Regions from separate parts of the Mus musculus genome. Here regions 1, 2 and 4 are each linked to region 3. The links are chromatin contacts, called in public ChIA-PET maps. All regions are on one chromosome and are shown on one strand. The core of a region is the stretch at or near the end of the contact, and the rest is flanking DNA. Distances in the headings are between cores, read along the strand shown.

The links. ChIA-PET counts read pairs in DNA pulled down with a chosen protein or histone mark.
Region 1: an RNA polymerase II ChIA-PET map of memory CD8 T cells shows a contact between it and region 3, with 823 read pairs. The contact joins two enhancer-like sites. A contact is called at or near these places in 2 of 484 Hi-C or Micro-C datasets (the G1E-ER4 cell line and Th1 cells), 3 of 115 datasets of contacts at active chromatin or transcription factors (CD8 T cells, effector CD8 T cells and memory CD8 T cells) and 3 of 9 other capture datasets (adipose tissue, liver and pancreatic islet).
Region 2: a contact with region 3 is called in an RNA polymerase II ChIA-PET map of memory CD8 T cells, with 615 read pairs. The contact joins the promoter of Gfod1 here to the enhancer-like site in region 3. A contact is called at or near these places in 2 of 484 Hi-C or Micro-C datasets (CD8 T cells and the HPC-7 cell line), 2 of 115 datasets of contacts at active chromatin or transcription factors (effector CD8 T cells and memory CD8 T cells) and 3 of 9 other capture datasets (adipose tissue, liver and pancreatic islet).
Region 4: an RNA polymerase II ChIA-PET map of memory CD8 T cells shows a contact between it and region 3, with 202 read pairs. The contact joins two enhancer-like sites. A contact is called at or near these places in 2 of 115 datasets of contacts at active chromatin or transcription factors (effector CD8 T cells and memory CD8 T cells) and 2 of 9 other capture datasets (adipose tissue and liver).

Annotation. Positions count from the first base shown.
Region 1 is chr13:43,267,798-43,270,497 of GRCm38.p6, reverse strand. The region is part of intron 1 of Gfod1 (glucose-fructose oxidoreductase domain containing 1); the gene reads left to right. It overlaps LOC115488162 (a long non-coding RNA gene), which reads left to right. Exons shown (of 2, transcript XR_003950633.1): 1 at 1-2,700. Among named protein-coding and RNA genes, the nearest start is that of Gfod1, 35 kb to the left of the region's middle. Within about 2 kb of position 1,262, at least 106 of the 459 cell types and tissues checked have an H3K27ac peak or open chromatin away from gene starts, as enhancers often do. A contact at or near this core is called in CD8 T cells, Th1 cells, effector CD8 T cells and 1 more, where this site is marked.
Region 2 is chr13:43,302,746-43,305,450 of GRCm38.p6, reverse strand. Gfod1 (glucose-fructose oxidoreductase domain containing 1) reads left to right here and starts at 1,279. Exons shown (of 2, transcript NM_001033399.4): 1 at 1,279-2,206. The coding sequence starts at 1,954. It also overlaps a transcript of Gm52047 not described here.
Region 3 is chr13:43,452,132-43,454,831 of GRCm38.p6, reverse strand. The region is part of intron 2 of Ranbp9 (RAN binding protein 9); the gene reads left to right. Among named protein-coding and RNA genes, the nearest start is that of Ranbp9, 27 kb to the left of the region's middle. Within about 2 kb of position 1,446, at least 56 of the 459 cell types and tissues checked have an H3K27ac peak or open chromatin away from gene starts, as enhancers often do. A contact at or near this core is called in CD8 T cells, the HPC-7 cell line, Th1 cells and 3 more, where this site is marked.
Region 4 is chr13:43,201,261-43,203,960 of GRCm38.p6, reverse strand. The region is part of intron 1 of Gfod1 (glucose-fructose oxidoreductase domain containing 1); the gene reads left to right. Among named protein-coding and RNA genes, the nearest start is that of Gm40929, 31 kb to the right of the region's middle. Within about 2 kb of position 1,395, at least 37 of the 459 cell types and tissues checked have an H3K27ac peak or open chromatin away from gene starts, as enhancers often do. A contact at or near this core is called in memory CD8 T cells, where this site is marked.

The DNA of each region.
Region 1 (2,700 bases), core at 13-2,512, 180 kb after region 3:
CTGCACGTGACACGCAGCTTGGGATGAGCAGTGCTAAGCTGAGGACTGTCTTGGGCGGGAGCTAGGCTGAGTGCACAGAGAGCTCCCAGCCTTGTGTCCAGCAATATACACTCATGAATCCGAACAGTCGTCAAACTAGAGCAGTGATGGAGCCAAGTCCTGTCCTGTTTGGAATGACTGCTGAAGGAAGCCGGAATAGAGTAGATCGTAGATATCTGATCTCCCTTCCCTTCTCCTGGCACACATCCTTAAATCCTTAGATCTCACCGTGCTGAGTGGCTTTTGAAAGCTAATGAATGGGCTGAAGGCTGGCAGCCCCTGCATGATGTCAGGCTGAGGACAGTCACAGGAAAGATTGGCAGGGTTAGAGAAGTGAGGCTCTCAGCTCAACCCACTGCCTCCGGGAAGAGAGAAAGGTTGAAGGTCAAGTTTATTGGCGGTGGCTTTCATCACCAAGTCTTCTTAATGAAGTGTCTATAATCCGTCCACCCCCACCCCACCCCCATTCTTCTGGGTAGCAGAACACATCAGGCAGGAGTGGCACTTCCAGAGAGGGATGGGGGCACTCTAAGCCCCATGCCCAAAGGATTAGTGTCCTTTGTCATTTCTTTGTGTGTGTGTGTTGGGGATTGAACTTAGGGCCTCATTCAAATGAGCCAAGTGCTTTGTCACCCAGCCTTACAAATCTGATAAACCAGTAGATGCGTTTCCCAGGGTTCTGTGAACTGTACAAGTAAATTAATTGAACCAGAGGGGAGGTGACAGGAACCTGGTTTAGTTAATTAACTAATCCTGGCTTAAATAATTAATTTTGAGCCTGACTCTCCCTATACCACTCAGGCTGACCTTAAGCATGCAATTCTTCTTGTTGTCTGTACTCCCCAATGACTGGGTACACATGAGCTCTATCACACTGGGAGACAGAATAAAGAATCATTCATTCATTCATTCATTCATTCATATGTTTGTTTTGTTTGTTTCAAAAACTGGTGCTGGGGATTGGGCCCAGGGTTTTGTGTGTGTTCTCTTATTAAGCTATGTCATAGCCTATTTGTTATGATTCTTACTATTTTTAATAGCACCCTAGTTTAAAGCAGGTGGATCAGAGGGAGGCAGGATAGCCTGGACTTGTGTGTTTTTATGCAGAGGCAGCCCTGGAACTCAGCCCTCAACCTATGGGACCTGCCACCAATTCTGGGCTCATCCTGTGAGAATGGAATGAAGTGAGCAGACACCCAGTTGGTGTTTGCTGCTGCAGCTGTGACTTGCTTATGGGTGGGGGAAACCCCACACATGAACCTGACGTCACAAGTCTGCAGAGAGAGGGTGAGGAACTGAGTCGTCTTTTCTGTGGCCTCCAAAGTGACTGCCTGGGAATGCAGGAGGTGATGGCGGGGGCAGATTTGAGTGTGTGTGGGTGTGGGTGTGGGGAGAAGTAGTGTGGGCAAGTGACGTCACGATTTGACCTTTGACCTTTTCCTGTTCCCCCACACTGTGTGTGGCTATCTGAGCTTAATTGGGCAGAGCTGTTTGCTTCTTCTCTGAATGGGTTTCTTGAGTTCAGTCAGGATGTCAGGTGCTGGGATGGGCTCAACTGACAGGCACTGTCGGGACCTGGGATTTGCAATGGTTATGGCTTAATGACACCCCTTCTCGAATCTCTGACATCCCTGTCAAACTGTCACAGTATTGGTGAGTTAGGGCGGGGTTTCCTCTTTAAAATAACACTCGCTGTGGTCCTTGGTGCCTGCAAAACAGTGACAAGGTGGCTTTTCTATTCACTAGGCGCTTCTGAGCTTCTCTGAGCCTGGGGTTGGCTTTCCCTTTCAGGAAACCAAAACCCTCGAAGGGCAAAGGGTGGCGTCTGGAATTACTATGGTGATTCAGTGATAGGGACTTCTGAGAGAAGCAACTGGGGATGTGCCCTCAATTCTGTGGGGTCAGAAACCTGACCTATACACATACTCACACACACACACACACACACACACACACACACACCTCTACATGCATCCACTCATTGCCAAGCTTCCAGAGTTGTTAAGGAGCCACACGCTTCTGCTAGATGTGTGCAAGGCCAAGAGCTGGGAGCCATGAGTGCACGTGTGTATGGAGCATACTCAGAGGTCTGAGGGTGTCAGATGACTAAATTCTGAACTTGAGTGAGAACCACAAAATAAGGTGGCAGAAAATCTTAGCTGCAAGCATTCATCGTGTTGTTGAGGGTCTTCATTTCAGGACAAGCAGAGCTTTTTCTGTCAGTGGCAGCTAGAGGTAAAGCCAAGGTCCTGGGATCTGAAGAGCTGCCTCTGAGTCACTTGTTGAGCTGCCCTGCCCCTTTGCAGCCCACAAAAGGACCAGGCAGTGTGCTATCCCTCCCTGGCTGCCAGTTATCCCCTCCAAATTCTGAGTGGCATGTGGGAGGATGAAGAACACTTGGTAGAATTGCAGAGAGTGGGACGTATCTGCTCTCTAGGTGACATGTGAGTGTGGGGACCTATGTGATCACAGGAGGGAAGGGCTATACTCACTCAGAGGAAATGGTGGATACCTGTATCTATCTATGTGTCTGTCTGTCTGTCTGTCTATCTATCTATCTATTTACCTACCAATTATCTGTCTATCCATCCATCTATCTATTTACCTACCAATTATCTGTCTATCCATCTATCTATCTCTCTATCCATCTATCTATCATCT
Region 2 (2,705 bases), core at 30-2,529, 150 kb after region 3:
TCTCCAAGAGCCCCGTCTCTGTGCCAGTTGTTACAGTTGCTTTAAACACTCGGATGTATCATGTTTTCCACGCTTATGTTGAAGCAGGACACGTGTCTCTTCCTCTGAGTGCTAAAGGCCAGGGATGAACATAATAGACAGTAGTAACCTCACCTTTCCAGAAACACTGAGCTAGAAGAGCAGGTCCACTTGCCCTTTGGCATTGACTCCTCCCTCCCAGTACGAAGAGGGCACAATGTGACAGGTGGTGAATATCCATCCATTTGTGTACTTAGACAAGTGCCTACTATCTCCTTAGGCCCCGTGATAAGTGACGAGGATATCTTGAGCCATCAGACGCTCACTCAGTCACCACCGCAGTTAGGGCTTTCCACGCATCTCGGACTGATGGTCCCCAGCATTCTGACTGCAGATGTATTAAAGGCCAGGAGAAGCGCTGTGCCAGGGAACTGAAGCTGACAGAGGGCAGTGGCCAGGAGTGGCAGGCAGCCAGAAGTAAACAAGGAAGACCAGACTCTAGACACACGTGCCACAGCCACTGCGGAGTCTGGGTGAGGTCGCCCATGCCACATGGGCACAAGCATGGAGTAGGTGACCAGTGGAGCCTCCTCAGGAGTGGAGTTGGTTTGGGATTGGAGCTGGCACACTTGCGAGTCAGAACTCTAGGGGTTCAGCGCCGAGATGCTGGTGTCTGCCTTCCGATCCTGGCACTGTTGTTCATGTGTGTCACCTTGAGCAAGTCCCTTAACCTCCTCAGAGCTCACTTTCTCATCAATGAAACGAGTTTCCAATAACCTCAGGGTTAAGTGCCTGGACAGCTTCCTAGAGCAGTGGCGAGCACAGAAAAATATCCGGGAGAGGAGACTGTGAACCACGCTGCTCACACTTCGTGGGGTCCTCCGGCCTCCCCGGGGTCTTAGCATCCGCCAATCTTTTCCAAGGAACCCAGTCCTAGCCTATTAAGGGCGCGCCCTGCTTTGATAGATTTATTTGCTTGCTTGGGCGGAGCTTGGAGCACAACGAGGAGGAGGCGGCCGCGGAGGCGGAGAGCGCAGAGAAAGGGAAGCCACCCGGGGGCAGCAGGCGAGACAGGCGGGGCCGGGGAGGAGTCAAAGCGGGTTCCAGGGGCCGGGCGCTGAGCGCAACGAGTGCCTTGGGCGGCGGAGACAAGGGCGGGGGCGACGCTTGGCGGCCAATGGAGCACGGCGCTACCGCAAGGGCGGTGCAGGAACCCCGGCCGCTGACAGTCAAAGTCGCCAACTCCGCCCTCGTACCCGCGGGATCCCGGAGCCGGAGCCCGAGCCCGAGCGGGGCCGAGGCCGCCCAAGGCGCGCTGCGAGCGAGCGAATATGGCAGCAGAATGAGGAGCCTGGCGCCGGGTGGTGTCCGCCGCTGCGGTGCTGCTGCTCGGGATCGGCGCCTGGTACACTACGAGCCTCATCCTTAGTCGGCCTCCGGGTGGCCTCTGGGTTCCATTCGTTACCAAGGACTTGGGGAAAAAGAAGATCCGCAGCCCACAGAGGGTGGTGAAGCGGGAGCGCCATCCGGGAGAGAGATTCTGCCGGGATGAGCCGGCCATGGGGCGGCCTCCGCGGGGCGCACGGAGCCGGCCGGCGCTGCGGCGGGAGCGCTGCCTGAGCCCGGGCTCCACGGGGCTTCGGGGCCTCGTGCGTCCTGGCGGAGTCCCTGCCGCTGTCTCCGGGAAGGACACGAGCCCCGAGTGGCGGGCACTGCAGCAGTCACCGCGCTGAGGCTCCCGGAGCCTGCAGGGTCTGTGGTTCGGTGCGCTGTCACGCCACCGCACTCGGGCGCCTTGCCCGGGGCTCGGCGGCTAGCGCAGCGCAGCGAGGTCGGTCGAGGAGCCGGGGACTGCGGGACCGGCCGGAGAGGCGTGTGCGCCGGTGTTCGACTGGAGATCCCGGCAGCAGCAGAACCGGGCGGACCTGAGCAGCCATGCTTCCCGGGGTGGGCGTGTTCGGCACCAGCCTCACAGCCCGAGTCATCATCCCGCTGCTGAAAGATGAGGGCTTCGCGGTGAAGGCGCTGTGGGGCCGCACGCAGGAAGAAGCCGAGGAGCTGGCCAAGGAGATGAGCGTTCCTTTCTACACCAGCCGCATCGACGAGGTGCTCCTGCACCAGGATGTGGACTTGGTGTGCATCAACCTGCCGCCGCCGCTCACTAGGCAGATCGCTGTCAAAACCCTGGGTGAGCGACCCCTCCCCCAGCCCTCTCTTCTTTAGCTCGGCTCTTCGCTTCTCTCCAATTGGACATATCCCAGGAATCCCAAACCCAAGCTTGTTAGTCCCAGCTTTCCCCTTTCCAGTCGGTGGCCTCCCCCACCTCCACGCTTCGCTCCTGATACCAGCTGGAAGCGCATCCCCACGTGTGTGGTGCGGAGGCTAGAATAGGCTTGGATTCTAGGTATAGGAACCGAATGGGTCAGATACAGAAGACCGGTTGCTGTTCCAGGAGGGAAACTCGGTACCCAGCTGTATACGTTAGTTAGTGCTCTGGTGTGTGGGTGCGCGTGCGTCTGGAAAAGGAGAGCGCGTGGCCAGGAACCCTTGAATAAAGGGCCGCACACGTGGTGGCAGGGTTTTTCCTGGGTGTACCTGTTTGTGAGCAGCTGTGGCACCCAGTTTGGATCGTTTTGTTTCCCTCCACAGTAAGTGAGTTTACTGTGAGATTAGAGAACTGACAGCTG
Region 3 (2,700 bases), core at 197-2,696:
CAGAGCAGCCTGAGCCTGGCGTGGTGGTGCACTCTCAGAGGCAGGCAGATTTCCGAGTTCGAGGACAGCCAGGGCTACACAGAGAAACCCTGACTCGAAAAACCAAAAAAAAAAAAAAAAAGCAGCCTGTGTGGGTTGTGGTGGATTTGCTAAGATGCCAGGGTTATACATTACAGTGAAAGACAACTGAAGAGAGAAGCAAAGCTTCCTGAGAGGATTCGTGTGTGTGTGTGTGTGTGTGTGTGTGTGTGTGTGTACTTTGCATCTGCAGTAGACAGAAATACAAAGTGTACTGGGCAAACACATCACCTGAGACAACCTGGACAGGGCACTCTTTTCTTTTGTCCACGGCTAGACCTGTAAGCACCGGAGACTGTGACTGAGTGAGTTGTAAGCTGTGGGCTGTGGGCACTCCCTTGCCTGGGTTAAGAAAAAGAATTTTTATTGCATATACAACCTCACAGAGACTGACAGTGTGCCCAAGACCTGCAGAGGTTTGTGCCAGACAGGATTCTAACATGGAGAGGTAGATGTGGACACACCACCCCACTCCTGACCGAGAAGCTGTGCACTTGATACTTGCTGGGAACACTAAGTCTGTCAAGTTGCACTCCAAGGCAGGCTGTGTCCTCAGGAGTAGATGCACAACACAGAAACAACTCCATGGTCTGGGTGGGTGCGGGGAAGGTTCTGGGATGAGTTGGGGGACAGGAATGTGTATGATCAAATATGAAAAATTTCAAAATAATAGAATTTCTGCAATTTAGTCTGTGTGTGCGTGAGAGTGTGCATGTGTGCATTTGTGCCATATCCTGTGTATGGAGGCCAGAGGAGAACTTGAGGGACTTCAGTCTAGTACCACATGGGACCTAGAGATTGAATGTAGATGGTCAGGGTTTCAGCAGGTGATTTACCCACTTAGCTATCTTGCCAGTCTACATTTTTAATTGATCATTGAGCCCTTTTCACCATGAACTATCTTTATCTTTTAAAAAATTACATTTATATGTATGTATGTATGTATGTATGTATGTAACGAGAACCCCTACTCGGAGCCATCTCACTAGCTCTGCTTTTCTATGTAGGGCCAGATGAGGTGGTGTACACTTACCCCAGCACTTGCAAGGCAGAGGCAGGCAGATCCTCGTGACTTAGTTCAAGGCCATCCTGGTCCATGTAGCCAGTCCTAGGCCAGCCAGGGTTATATAGTGAAATCCTGTTAAACAAAACAAAAACAAAATAAAACCAAAAGACTCCACAAAACCAAAACTCAAAGAGTTGTATTTAATTAGCTCACAAAAGATTAGGTTTCCTTATCCATTATTCATACCTACTTGGTTTTTGATTGATGTCCCCTTTTTACAGCTTCCTGCCCCAGCCCCCACAGCCTCCCGTTCCTGGGAGTTTCCTTTTTACTTTCGTATCTTCTGTGCTCTACCACCCTTCCTGCTCTCCTGTGAAGTTTCTTTTTATGTCTCACATGGGCCCCTTTCTGGTTTCCTGGCTTCTACACAAATGCACATACAGAAAAATTAAAAGATAGAGTCTGCATATGAAAGACAACATGCGTCCATTTTTCTTGTTTTCATTAAGTTCTATTGTGTATTTTACCATATATTTACATAAATCTGTTCTCTTGAGGGACGTTTAGGCTGATTCTGTTTCCTGGCTATTGTGAACAGAACAGCAGCAAGCATGGATGTGCAGGAGTCTCTGGTGTGTTGGGCGTCCTTTGGGCTTATGCTGTGTTGTACTTCTAGCTTTTCTGAGTGTGCTCCACAGTGATTCCATGGTGACTGCACCAGTTTACACTGTCATCAGTAGTGAATAAGTGTTCCCTTCCCAGTCGCCATGCTAGCATTTGTTCTCTGGATAATAGCCATTTGGACTGGGGTGAGACGAGCCTCATTGTAGTTGAGCTTCCCAGATGGTTAGAGCTCTTCTTCTTTTAAGAATTTTATCAGTTCTATAGCCATGCTTTGATTGAGTTGTCTTGTTTGTTTTTGTTAAATTTTTAAAAGTTCTGTGTGTATTCCAGGTATTTATCTGTCCTGCTAGTTTGTAGCTAGTAAAGATTTTCATTCCTTCTGTAGCTTCTCCCTTCATTTGATTAACGAGTTCCTTTGCCATGAAATTTTCTTCTCATTCTACAGTGTTTTACCGTTGTACAGTAGTGAGTGTGTAGAGTTCTGTTCCAGCAGCCCTTGCCTCTGCCAGTTCTAGAGTCTCACGTCTTAAGCTAAGGTCATGATCCATTTGGACTTGATTTTGTGCATGGGGAGACATAGTTTCATCTTTCTTTGTGTAGACATTAAATTTTCCTGGTTCTGTTTGTTGAAGAGGCTGGGTTTTTTTTCCTTTAAATTTTTGGGAGTTAAAAAAGTGAAACTTTTGGCATCCTGTTAGAAGTCAGAGGACAATAGCTGTATAGGTTTACATCGCACTGATTTACCTGGCTGCTTTTGTGCTAGTGCCAAACTGTTTCTGTTACAGTACCTGTAGTATAACTACAGGAAATCGGGGATATTGATACTTCTAGCATTGTTTTTTTTGTTTTGTTTTGTTTTCTGAGGATTGTTTTGGCTGTCTGAGGCCTTTTGTGTTTCCAAATCAGTTTTAAGGTGAACTTGTCTATTTCTGTGACAGATGGTGTTTGACATCCGGTTGGGAATCTCTAGGTCGCTTTTGCTTACTTGCATT
Region 4 (2,700 bases), core at 146-2,645, 250 kb after region 3:
ACAAAAGGGCTTTCGTATCTCATGGTTGGAAAAATCTTCCCCCTGTAGCATTAATTCCTTGTGAAGGCCATGGGCATTGAGCCCAGTGACAGAAAACACACGCAGTGGGATGGAAGAAACCTCATTTCCACTTCCCATGAGAGACCTCAGGAGGGCATCAAGCTGCTTGTGAGGAAGAAGGAAGGCCCTCCCCCCACAGCTGAGAGTATGTTTATCTTCCATTAGGCTCCATGCCCGCCTCTCAGTCTCCCAGCCTCAGCTCCACGCATAGATGGGGAGGTTCCATCTTTCTCCTTAAAAACCAGGGAGCACTCACGTTATTTGTTAATGTCTTGGTCCTAAAAGTAAAGTTAATCTAGCTACAGAGGTCTCATGTCTGGCTTAAGGTCTCGGTCCATGCAGAAGACAGTTAAGGAGCCCGGCACAGTTCAATGTGTTCTCTACCATCCAATCTTGGTCACACAGGACTGCATGGACAGATGTGGCCATGTCCCAAGACATTCATTTCTGGGCACGGGGACAGGTCCCTCAGTGAGTCTGCTGAATTTGGAGCTGTAGCATGATGGCTCCTGGTGGCTGGTATCTGTCACAGCTGCCGTGGACTCGCAGAATGCCTGCCCGCTCCTATTGCTGTTAACAGTGGAGAACTCTGATGGAGCACTCTCTTGGAGCTCAAGAAATGTTTGGGACTGGCAAAAACACAAATGCTTTCTCTCAGCCACTTCGTTTGCCTTTCATCTGCTTTGCCCTTTACTGTGTCCACGTGGAAAGAGGGAAGCCATGTGTTGTTGCTCCAAGGGCCTTTGCGGAGTTTGCTGCAGTGGAAATGTTCTGGAAGACTGTCGGCAGTCCCAAAGCTTGGGGTCCTCTGCCTTTGAGGAAAGATACATTTCCCATGAGGATGCTATACCACACCTCACCTGGTAGACTTACCACCAGGATCTGGAATAGCAGCGAAGGCTCTCCCATTTTTTCCCTAGGGAGAAGGCACATACACAAGTCTTTGGGGGGTACTTTATGTCAGTGAGAAAGGACCCATTAAGATTTTCTGACTCTAGCCAGACGGTGGTGGCACACACCTTTAATCCCAGAACTTGGGAGGCAGGCGGATTTCTGAGTTCGAGGCCAGCCTGGTCTACAAAGTGAGTTCCAAAACAGCCAGGGCTATACAGAGAAACCCTGTCTCGAAAAAACAAAAACAAAAACAAAAAAAAGATCATCAGGTCCTAGCACTATGAAAGAGGAGGAGAGGCCAACCAGAGTTAAGAGTCGTGAAGTTTCCCTTCCAGCTCGTTTCTGTCTCTTTAAGGAGAGATGAAGTCATAGCCTGTTCATGTACCACTGCATCCCAGTCATCTTGCTTTTGTCGTTGAATGGTCTTTGTGGGTGCCATCTCCCGTCATGACTCACTGTTAGTTTGGTTTCGTTTTCAGACAGGATTTCTCTGTGTAGCCTTGGGTGTCCTGAAACCCACCCTGCAGGCGAGCGTGGCCTCGAACTCAGAGATTCGCCTGCTTCTGTGTCCGGAGTGCTCACTCTTCTCTTTGAAGATTACACTCTTTCTTGCCCATTCTTGGCCATCTACACAGTTCCCAGGGTTTTTATGTTAAATAATATGTACAAAGCACCCTTGGGGCAGGAACTGTGTGTGTTGGACATTCCTTTTTCTTTGATTTCTAGAGGTTGCTTATGGTATTCAAGGATAGAGTATACAAGGGCTGCTACCCAAGTCCATCTGCAAAGCATCACAGGCTGTAAGCAGGGGATTGGGACTGGGTATCCATATGTGCAGGAGACTCTGGCTGTGGGCCTAAGACTCACAACGTTTAGTTCTTATCCTTGAGGAATGAGAACCCAAGGCTCTGAGACCACAGCAAGCATCAGAACCCCAAAGGAAGAGACATTGTATCCACAAGGCACTATCCACAGATTTCAGCATGGGGGTAGTAGTCTGTACCTATTCACCCTCCATTTCCCAGCGCATTCACCAGAGTCTTTTCGTCTGCTGAGCTAACAAAGCTCACCCTTTCACTGCTCATTTGGGCTGTATGTGCTGAAGTGGATTGGCTTTCTTTCATAGTTTTCACAATTAAAAAAAAAATCGAAAAGCCTCATTCACATGGCCAGTAGAGTACAACGGAAGAGATGTCCGTTAGATGGTTTGTTTGGGGGCTTCTGAGGTAGGGTATAGCATAGAGTGTAGCCAGAGCCCATAGTCCACAGGTGTAATGCAGATGCTGCCTGTATTGGTCACTCAACCTTGTATGGATTATCTGTTTGCACGAGCATCTGTCCTTGGCAAGCATGGACCTGTTGTCAGAGCACTGTGTGATACGGGTACATGGCATCTAGTGGTACAAACCGTCATTACTTCATCCCTCCGCCAGAGCCTCCATCCTCACTTGGGTTCTAGGAGTTACAAAGGCCGGTGCCGTCCTGAGACGGGGACAGCCAAACTTTCAGAACTGGCAAGAAAATTCAGGCATTCTGTATGCTTAAGGCTGTCACTAAGGGCTACAACTAGGTGTGTGCATATATGTGGGTATCTGTTGTGTTTCTTTCTGCAGTTTGCAACAGTCACATTTGTTTGGCTAGCTTGTCCAATTGGAGAATTGAGAGGGCTCCTCTAGCGGGTACTCCCTCGGTGGCCGCAGCGCCCCCTAGCGGCGGCTCCCTCCAGACAGGGCCACTGATCTGCTG